2 separate regions of the Capsicum annuum genome follow, and region 2 is linked to region 1. Evidence: chromatin contacts called from public Hi-C data. All regions are on one chromosome and are shown on one strand. Each heading gives the region's core, a stretch centred on a gene start, on an enhancer-like site or on the middle of the called end of the contact. The rest is flanking DNA. Distances are from core to core; before and after follow the strand shown. Region 1 has its middle 41 kb from the start of LOC107869683. Region 2 holds the start of LOC107869683.

Region 1 (4,726 bases), core at 892-3,391:
TTCTCTATTTTTTTTCATATTTAAAACTTTTAAATTAACTAAATTTTATATAATAAATCTTTCCTTCCTTAAATTTTGTAATATAGTTAAATTTGTAAGAAAAATTAACTATGAAAAAAAAATAAAAACTTTAGCCACTTTCGAATTCTTTTAAATATAGGAGTTTTCTCTATATTAGGAAAATGTCATTTCAAATTGTTAGACTATAGTTAATATTTATGGGTATTCCAATTTAATTTGCAAGAAATATTTACCTTATCAATATTTTATAATAATATGGTAAATAAAAGTGAACTATAAATTTTATTATTATTAAGTTTTTTTCCTTTTTAGTTATGTAAAAAGTTCTAATATCTTACACTTCTAAATCACTTAAAATATTACCTTGTAGAAACTACATCTATTTAAGTAATGTTGGTGGAAGAGATATTCTTATAACTACTTTTTTCATAAGCTTTGAAGGAAGTGTTTATAATCACAAAAGATTACATTTAATCGTTCTAATATCTTGATTATCATATTATTTTGTTACTATAATTTCTATTCTATTCAAGTTTATATTGTAGATGGTTGCTTGATCGGACTTTGAAGAATTTTTTGTATTAAAGTTAGCTTTAATGGTATTGTTCTAATATCTCGATTATTGTATTTTCTGTAATGTTATTATCTGTTATTTTTCTGCTTAACATAGGTAGATGAACATTGGATCGGATTTTGAGAGATTCTTTTATAAAGGTTAGGGTTTAATCATATCTTGTAGTTTACAGGTGGTGGATGAATGTTCGGTCAAACTTTGATGGATTTTTGTATAAAGATTAGATTTTATCATATTGTTTTATTGTAGTTTCTGATCTATTACTATATATTATTTTTTTAATCATCCGTTGTGTGATAGTATACGTTGTTGGAGACGATTAAGATACCAATACTTCACGTATGCCTGGATGCATAAAGTTGTTTATCTTTGATTTTTAAAGTCAATTGTTATTTTTAATAAATATTTTTCTTTATATATTTCATATCGATTGATGGCTTAACATGAAATACATGTTCAACACACGTACACTTGACTAGTATATCATATATTTCTATGGAGCATCGTGAAAGCTAGACAAGAAAGACATTTTAGGTCCAATAGGTAGACGAAAGTCATTTTTCACCATTTCACATAGTTGAAGGACATTTTAGGCCTTTTTTCATTAAGAAAAAATAATTAATAGCATGACTATTTTACGATAGTGCCCTTATTTAATGATGCTTATATTGTATATTGAAGTTAATTTGAAAAAACAACAATTAATGTTAAGAGTAAAATAGGAAAAAAAGAAATTGTCTTCTCTTGATATGTCAAAAATGAAAAGTAAAAGTAGAAATTTAATTAAAAAATTAATAACAAGTAAAAGTGGACAGAGGAAGTATAATACTCCATCCGTTTCGTATTAATTGACCTTTTTAAAATTGTTTGCTTCAATTAAGTTGTCCAAATCTTAAAATCAAGAGTATTTTATACATATATTTCTCATTTTACCCTTGATAGAAATACTAAATGCATTCATAATTTTTAAAATTATTAAATGGTGTGTAAATGATCTCAATTCTCAAAACCTAAATTAAATGATTATTACTACTTTCAATTAAAAGATGAGAAAATACTCTATTACTACCTTGAACTATACGCGAAAAGGCTGAGACACACCCGATCTTTAGAAGGGTCCTATTACCCCTGGACTAATTAAAATCGTATTTTTGACAACCTTAGTGTCTACGTGGCACATACGTGACACAACATACTGAAGAGTCCACGTAGACACACGTGTGAGCCATGTTGGCACTAAGGTTGTTAAAAATATGATTTTAATTAGTCTATGAGGGTAATACGACCCTCCTAAAGTTCGGATGTGTCTCAACCTTTTCGTATATAATTCAAGATGGTAATAGAACATTTTCCCTTAAAATATTTTAAAAACTACAACTCATGACCTCCTAAAATGCTAAGGAGATAAAAGAAATAGTATGAACCATCATTGTAAAAGTTTAAGGGGCCACTTTTGTTGAATGAGTCAATTTAAAATAGCTGCAGCTGAAGCGCGTGTCATTGAAACTCAATGGAGGACAATACTCCAGCTACTAAAAAATGCATAAGGCGCGTAGATCAATTAGTATCAGTACTGGGTGGGATCCCCAATATTAAAAATAGTGCTTTGTTTAACAGGACAAATAAGTACATAAATATTATCGTGTGATTTTTTTATCTAACAAAGAAAAAATATGACCATTATAACATTTTGGTACACCACAATCAAAACACCTATTTTTTATATTCCAAAATTGCCCCTTAGTCGTCAAGTTAGCATGACGACCAAGAGTTGTGTGCTTCATCACACTTATATATAGTAGTAAAGTAATTTACATTTAAATGATTTAATATCATATGTTTTCCTCTATACTCTTTTTTACGAGTTTAAGAAAAAAATAACTGTACATAATATTTTAGATCACTTAATTAAAAGTTTTTGAAATTAATAATATTTTTCTTGAATTTCATTCAAGATAAGACTCATCACATTCAACTAGCATAAACTCACGACATAGAAAAATAATATGACATACCAAAATAATGACTGAAAATTAATAATATCAAGAAATATATTTCTCCATCTATATAGTTGCAAATATCATGATTTGTCGTGTTAGTTTATATAATATCAAATCACTTGTCTCTCTTTAGCATTTGTTAATTTCTTGCTAAACTTGCTTTCTCATGATTATTATTTTTTCTTTACAACTTATTCAATTATTTAACTAAGGAACATAATGATTAAGATACTTATAAAAACACATGATTAAATGCAACTATACTAAATTAATTATGCAATAAAAATAATATAAATTACACTTATTTCATTTGATTAAAATTACGTTATTTTGAGTTTGGGCTCGGGTTAAGAGTGAATTGGAGGATGACCAAGGGTATTATAGTATTTTCACAATATAAATTATTCTTCCAAAACCTATCTCTTTTTGTGGGCTCCATTTTTCATTAAATCTTTTCTTTCTTTTTTAATATGTACTATTTCTCACTTCTCATCTTAACCATATAACCCAAAAGAAAATCGTCAAGATGATCTACAATTTAATGTTTATTATACTATTTTCAATTAATATTATTTTAACAAGTTTTAAATTTTAATTATTGCATTTAATTAAAAATTATTCAATCAGAAAGATCATAAATTTTGTTCCAAATTGTTTTTTTGTAATAAAATATTAAAATACTCTCAAATTGTATATGAAAAGACCTCCGTCTTTAATACACTACTTGAAAATAATTTGGAAGAAAAATTTGAAAAACACATAGTCATTTCGTATATGTAGGAATATACTTCTTTCATTATGTAGGAGTATACTTCTTCATTTACGATCAAACTTAGTTTGATAATTTTTTCCTGATTCACTAAAAATTTAATGTTACATAAATTCAAAATACATGAATAAATAATTAATAATTATTTCAATAAACAAAGAAACGAAATGAGAGAAAAGTATGAAAGATAATTAATTTATATTATAAAGAAACTAAATTTTTTAAAACAATTGAAAATACTAAAGGAGTATAACTATACATTTTAAATTTAATAAGAAATTATGTTACAAATAATATTTTTGGGATAATTTGATCAATTTTTAAATTTAGTGGTGTAAAATCTTTTTAAAAATAAAAATAAAAAGTTTAAAACCTATATAATAATCCTATAAATTGAGTAAAAAAATAATATAAAATATAAATTCATCATCCGAAACCTATCTCTTTTTGTGGTCCAATTTTCCATTCAATCTTTTTTTTTTCTCTTTAAAATGCACTACTTCTCACCTTAGCCATATAATCCAAAAGAAAATTCTCAAGATAATCTACAATTTAATATTTATTATATTTTTTAAATAAATATTATTTTAACAAGTTTTAAATTTCAATTGTTGCATTTAGTTGATAATTATTCAATCAAAAAGATTATAAGTTTTTTTCCAAGTTGTTTTTTTTATAAAATATTAAAATACTCGCAATGAAAAGACCTCCCTCTTTAATACACTACTTGAAAATAATCTAGAAGAAAATTTTAAAAAATATATAGTCATTTCATATATGTAGGAGTATACTTCTTTCATCAGTATACTTATCTGATTCACTACAAATTTAATGTTACATAAATTAAAATAAATAAATATATAATTAAGAATTTTTTCAAGAAAAAAAAGAGAGAAAAGAATGAAATATAATTTCTATAATCAAGGAACAAAATTTTTTAAAACATTTGAAAATACTAAAGAAATATAACTATATATTTAAAATTAATAAGAAATTATGTTACAAATAATATTTTTAGGACAATTTGATCAATTTTTAAATTTAATAGTGTAAAACCTTTTTAAAAATAAAAATAAAAATTTTAAAACCTATATAATAATACTGTAAATCGGGTAAAAAAAATTAATATATTGTAAATTATCATGTAAAGTTTCAAATATGATAAGTATTATTACAAAGTGATTGAGAATTTTGAAATATTATTATTAAGATCTCAAAAAAATTAAAATAAATAAACATAATGAAAAAGAAAGACTATATGAAAATGTGTCTTTATTTTGTCATAACACAAAAAGTATATTTATATTTTTTTTCTTTTTAAAAGGTTTATAAGATATTTAATTGACAATAAATCATGAAGTA
Region 2 (4,726 bases), core at 1,379-3,878, 41 kb after region 1:
TTTGCTTTGACACAACTTCATTAGTCCTTTCCCTTACTTTCATTTTTTTCATCAATTTTAATTTGCTTGTCTTATTTTGTTTATCTAATATATATTTCAAAAAAAAAAAAATTCTATAAATCATAATAATTAGTAACTTAAAAAATTTAAAAAGTATAAAATATTTGTCTGACTCTTGAAACTATATTAGTAACATTTAAATTGAAATAGAAGAAAGAGTATTATAAATCATAGTAATTAAAAACTTAAATTATTTTTAAAATGTAACAATGCCACAAAAGTTTGAAAAAAAAAAGAGTAGCATATTATATGAAAAATACATAAAAAGTATTAGAAATTACAATATTTAACAACTTAAAATATCTAAAAAAATAATTTGTTATATATTAAAAAATACTATAAATTACAATAATTAACAACTTAAAAAGTTTAAAAGATCTAAAATATTTGGTTGACTCTCAAAATTATATCAGTGTCACTTAAATTGTAATAACTAAAAATATAATTTACTATGTCACAAAAGTTTGAACAAAAGAGAGTAACATGTATTACTCTCTCCGTTTAAAAAAGAATGACCTACTTTGACTTGACACAAAATTTAAGAAAGTAAAGAAGATTTTTGAATCTTGTGGGGCTTTAAATTAAAGTTGTGTTAAATGTACCAAAATGTTCTTTAATATTGTGGTCCTAAACATGCCATGTGAAAAGTTGAAATTAAAGTATTATTAAAAAAAGAAATGAGTCATTCTTTTTTAAATGAACAAAAAAGAAAAGTAAGTCATTATTTTTTAAACGGAGGGAGTATTTGAAAAGTACATAAAAAGTACTATAATTACAGTAGTTAATAGCTTAAAATATCTTTAAAAAAATTAATCTGTTATAGATTTAAATTTTTTTTAAAAAGTACTATAATATCACAATAATTAACAATTTAAATTTTTTTACATATATAAAATATTTGGTTAACTTTCAAAATTATATCAATGTCTTTACATAGGAATAAAAAAGAGGTATTATAAATCTCAATAATAAAAAATTTAAATTATTTTTAAAATATAACTGACTATCAAAGTCACAAAAATTTAAACAAAAAGAGTTAACATTTTTATTTAAAAATTAAATAAAAATATTATAAATTATGACAGTTAACAACTTAAAATAACTAAAACATATTAAAATATAAAACGGGCCTTCGACATTTACTAACAAAATAAGGGTGAAAGTTCAGGAGCCGGACGGTGAGATGATCAAGAGATGTGAATTGAAGGTGTTGCACCACCAGATACTGAACAATAAACTAGGAATATCATGTATCATTTATAACACTTATTTTATTTATTCACATCTAGAAAAATCTTTTTTTTTTTTTCATCTTTAAAAAAAATACTTTTTCTAAATAGATTTTTCAAAATACTTAAACCAATTAAACATGAAAATGTTAAAAATTATTTTCCTCCCAACACACACTATTTATTTATCTCATTCTAAATTATCCGTCTTACCAAACACGTTCAATCTGTACCCTACCAGATCATAATTAATGTTTGAAATTGAAAATTCCAGTGAGAGAATATAAATGATTTTTAAAAAATTAAGAAAACACAATAAAATTGCTACTGTATTACATGTAAATCTATTATTGACTACACTAAATAAAATTTCAAAAAAAAAAAAAAGAAAAGAAAAAAGAATCATTTACAAAAAATTCTAGAGTAAATTTTGTAAGTAGTAGTTACTGAGGAGAGACAGTGGAAAAAGCCTCACAAGATGCATCCTTGTGTTCGATTCTTCTCGGAACTTGCAGATAGCGAGAGTTTAGTAGATTGGGTTGTCCCTTTAGAAAGTGGTGGGTTGCACTAAATTGTTGTGGGCAGGTAAATGAATTTGTTGGATCTGTAAACTTTTCAATGCAGCCCCGGCAGATCTTCTCTTCCATAAACCACCGTCTACTGGCGCCAGATTTACCTTCTTCACCACCGGCAACGGCGGATCCAATTCACTTATATTCACTTCAACATGAACAAGTTTATCATTGAGCTTCGTAGATTTTCGTGAATCAACAACAGTTACACTTCTCTTAAGTACTTGTCCATCGTTGCTATTACGAGGAGTAAAATTTTTGGCGGAGAATAATTTCTTCAATTTAGTGTACTTCACTTTGGGATTTACTGGACCCGTTATGGCGGTTGTGGGAAAGCCATTGACTCTGTTGTTTCTTTTGACTTGGCCCATACAGCTCACTTTTGGGGAACATGGTTCATTGCGATTATCACGAGAGTGTGTAGAAGAAGAAGGAGGAGGATGTTTGGAGTTGTGTAATTTTACATCTTTGATTGAAAGTCTACAAAGCATTGGCAAGAAGAAAGTCGTGCTTCCATTGCGAATATGGTGATAAAGCTGCTGTTCATGATGATTATTATATCCATTTCCCATATTGTAAATTCCTCTAATTTCTTCTTAAATCTTTTTTCCTTATGCTCTGATTTTTTCCCTTCTGAATCTTTTAGTGATTGGTGAGGGAAAGGGGGAGAAATTTAGGGCGAAGAAAGAAAGGGTAAGAGAAGGGAAGGTATGTTGATGGAGATGTGAAGGATTGCTCCATTAATACAACGAGTACTTCTTTATTTTTTATTTTAATAGTTTAATCCACGTGCAAGTTTGATTATTTAAAATTAAATAATTTTTTATTTATTACAAAAAATTTTAATAAAATATAAAAGTTTAAATTACTTTTCAAAAAATTTTCAAAATTTAGTATAATAATATAAACATAAGTATATATTTTAATGTAAACAGATATATATTTTACCATATTATTTCAGTTATAAGTAAAAACATATCCAAAATATTATAAACAAAGATTTTAAAAAAAAATCTCAATTAGCAATTGCCTATGAAGATTAAACAATTAATTATTATTATAAACCTCACGAATAAACTAAAAATTTTAAAAATTCACTTCAATTACAAGCAAATTTGTCACTTAAATCCTAAAAATTATCAAAATTTTAATTGATAAAAAACTCTAAATCCAAAATATTTTTTCCCTACGATAGTTTTAAAGGAATGGTCTTAGAACTAATTAAAGAGACAATTTACATAAGTGATATTAATTAATGGATGGAAAGAATCCAAAGCCTAAGTGATTTTTAAAACTACACAAAAATCATATACAATAGTCATTATACTTTGCTACCAAATTTTTTTTCCTTTTTTCCCGTTATAATTTTTGAAGTCCTTTTTTTATATAAGAAATTTCTTTTTAAACCAAAATTAAGTTTGTTTATTTTTCTTTTATCATATGTTTAGAATTTATTAATTTTGATGACTTCTAATAGAAAATATTTTATTATAAATATATAAGTGATATTAATTAATCGGTGAAAAGAATTCAAAGTCTAAGTGAATTTTAAAACTACACAAAATCATATACAGTAGTCATGTACGTGCCATTGTTACCAATTTTTTTCCTTTTTTGTTATTACAATTTTAGGAATCCTTTTTTTATATACATAAGAAATTTCAATTTAAACCAAAACTAAGTCTATGTTTATTTTTCTTTTACAATATGTTTAGGATTCATCAATTTTGATGACTTCTAATATGGAAAAGTTTTATCAAAAATATATTTAATTAATTTTTAACTCTTAAATATTAGTAAAAAAAATAGTGAAAAACCAATTTTATTAAAACAAAGACATTTAATGAAAGGCAAAAAGTTCAAATTACTTTTATACGGATTTTCATACTTTTAATATATTATATATTATAGATATAGATATAGATTATAGATTGTAGATTATAAATTATAGATATAGATAGATATAAATTATAGATATAGATTATATTGGATTAAATTAAATTATTTGTTTGTTTCATTTATGAGTCAAAGGTCTGGCTGGACAGACGCAGGTCTCGAAGTAATTCTCTTTTGTTATTTTACTTGTACTAGTTTAGGTGTACCCAACGTTACATTAAATAAGATATTTATTTAAATAATAAAGATACATATAATAATTAAATTTAGTATCTTTTGAGTATGTAAAGATGGAGAATTTATTTATTAAATTTAATTTTTATCAAAAAAAATTTTAAAAGTCAATCGACATTCATCTACCATTACATTAAAATAATACAATGATAGAGACATCAAAATAATATAATTAAATCTAATCTTTACAACAAAAAAATTCTTAAAGTCGTCCGACACTAATCTATCACCTGTAAACAATTACAAAATAATATGATAATAGAGATATCAAAATAATACAACTAAACCTAACTTTTACATAAAAAAAATTTCTCAAAACCGATCAATATTTATCTATCACCTGTAAATTGCAATAAAATAATATGATAAAAGTGATATCGAGATTCTTCTATAAATTGTAAACTACCACAAAATAACAAACTAATAGAGATATTACGATAATATAATTAAGCCTAACTTTTACCCAAAAAAAAATTAAAGTCGACCCACACTCATCTAACATCTATAAATTAAAATAAAACAATAAGATAATAAATATATCAAAATAATACAATTAAACCTAACCTTTACACAAGAAATTCTGTAACGCCAACCGACATTCATCTACGGCCTGTGAACTAAAAAAAAATATATAATAGTGATCATAAAGCTTTGATTTTGATCCAACTTATTAATGTCTGAGCCTAAATTTTGACTCTAAAGAATGATTTTGAATGAAAACAAAGAAGATATATA

Evidence for each region. A called contact is a pair of places that touch in the nucleus more often than the background predicts.
Region 2: a Hi-C map of placenta shows a contact between it and region 1, with 2.8 times the contacts expected there. The contact joins the promoter of LOC107869683 here to the enhancer-like site in region 1. A contact is called at or near these places in 3 of 5 Hi-C or Micro-C datasets (bud, leaf and placenta).

What each region holds. Positions count from the first base shown.
Region 1 is chr4:132,622,775-132,627,500 of UCD10Xv1.1, forward strand. No RefSeq gene overlaps it. Among protein-coding and RNA genes, the nearest start is that of LOC107869683, 41 kb to the right of the region's middle. Within about 2 kb of position 2,142, at least 1 of the 5 cell types and tissues checked has an H3K27ac peak or open chromatin away from gene starts, as enhancers often do.
Region 2 is chr4:132,663,024-132,667,749 of UCD10Xv1.1, forward strand. LOC107869683 reads right to left here and starts at 2,629. Exons shown (of 1, transcript XM_016716168.2): 1 at 1,578-2,629. The coding sequence starts at 2,433. The coding sequence ends at 1,837.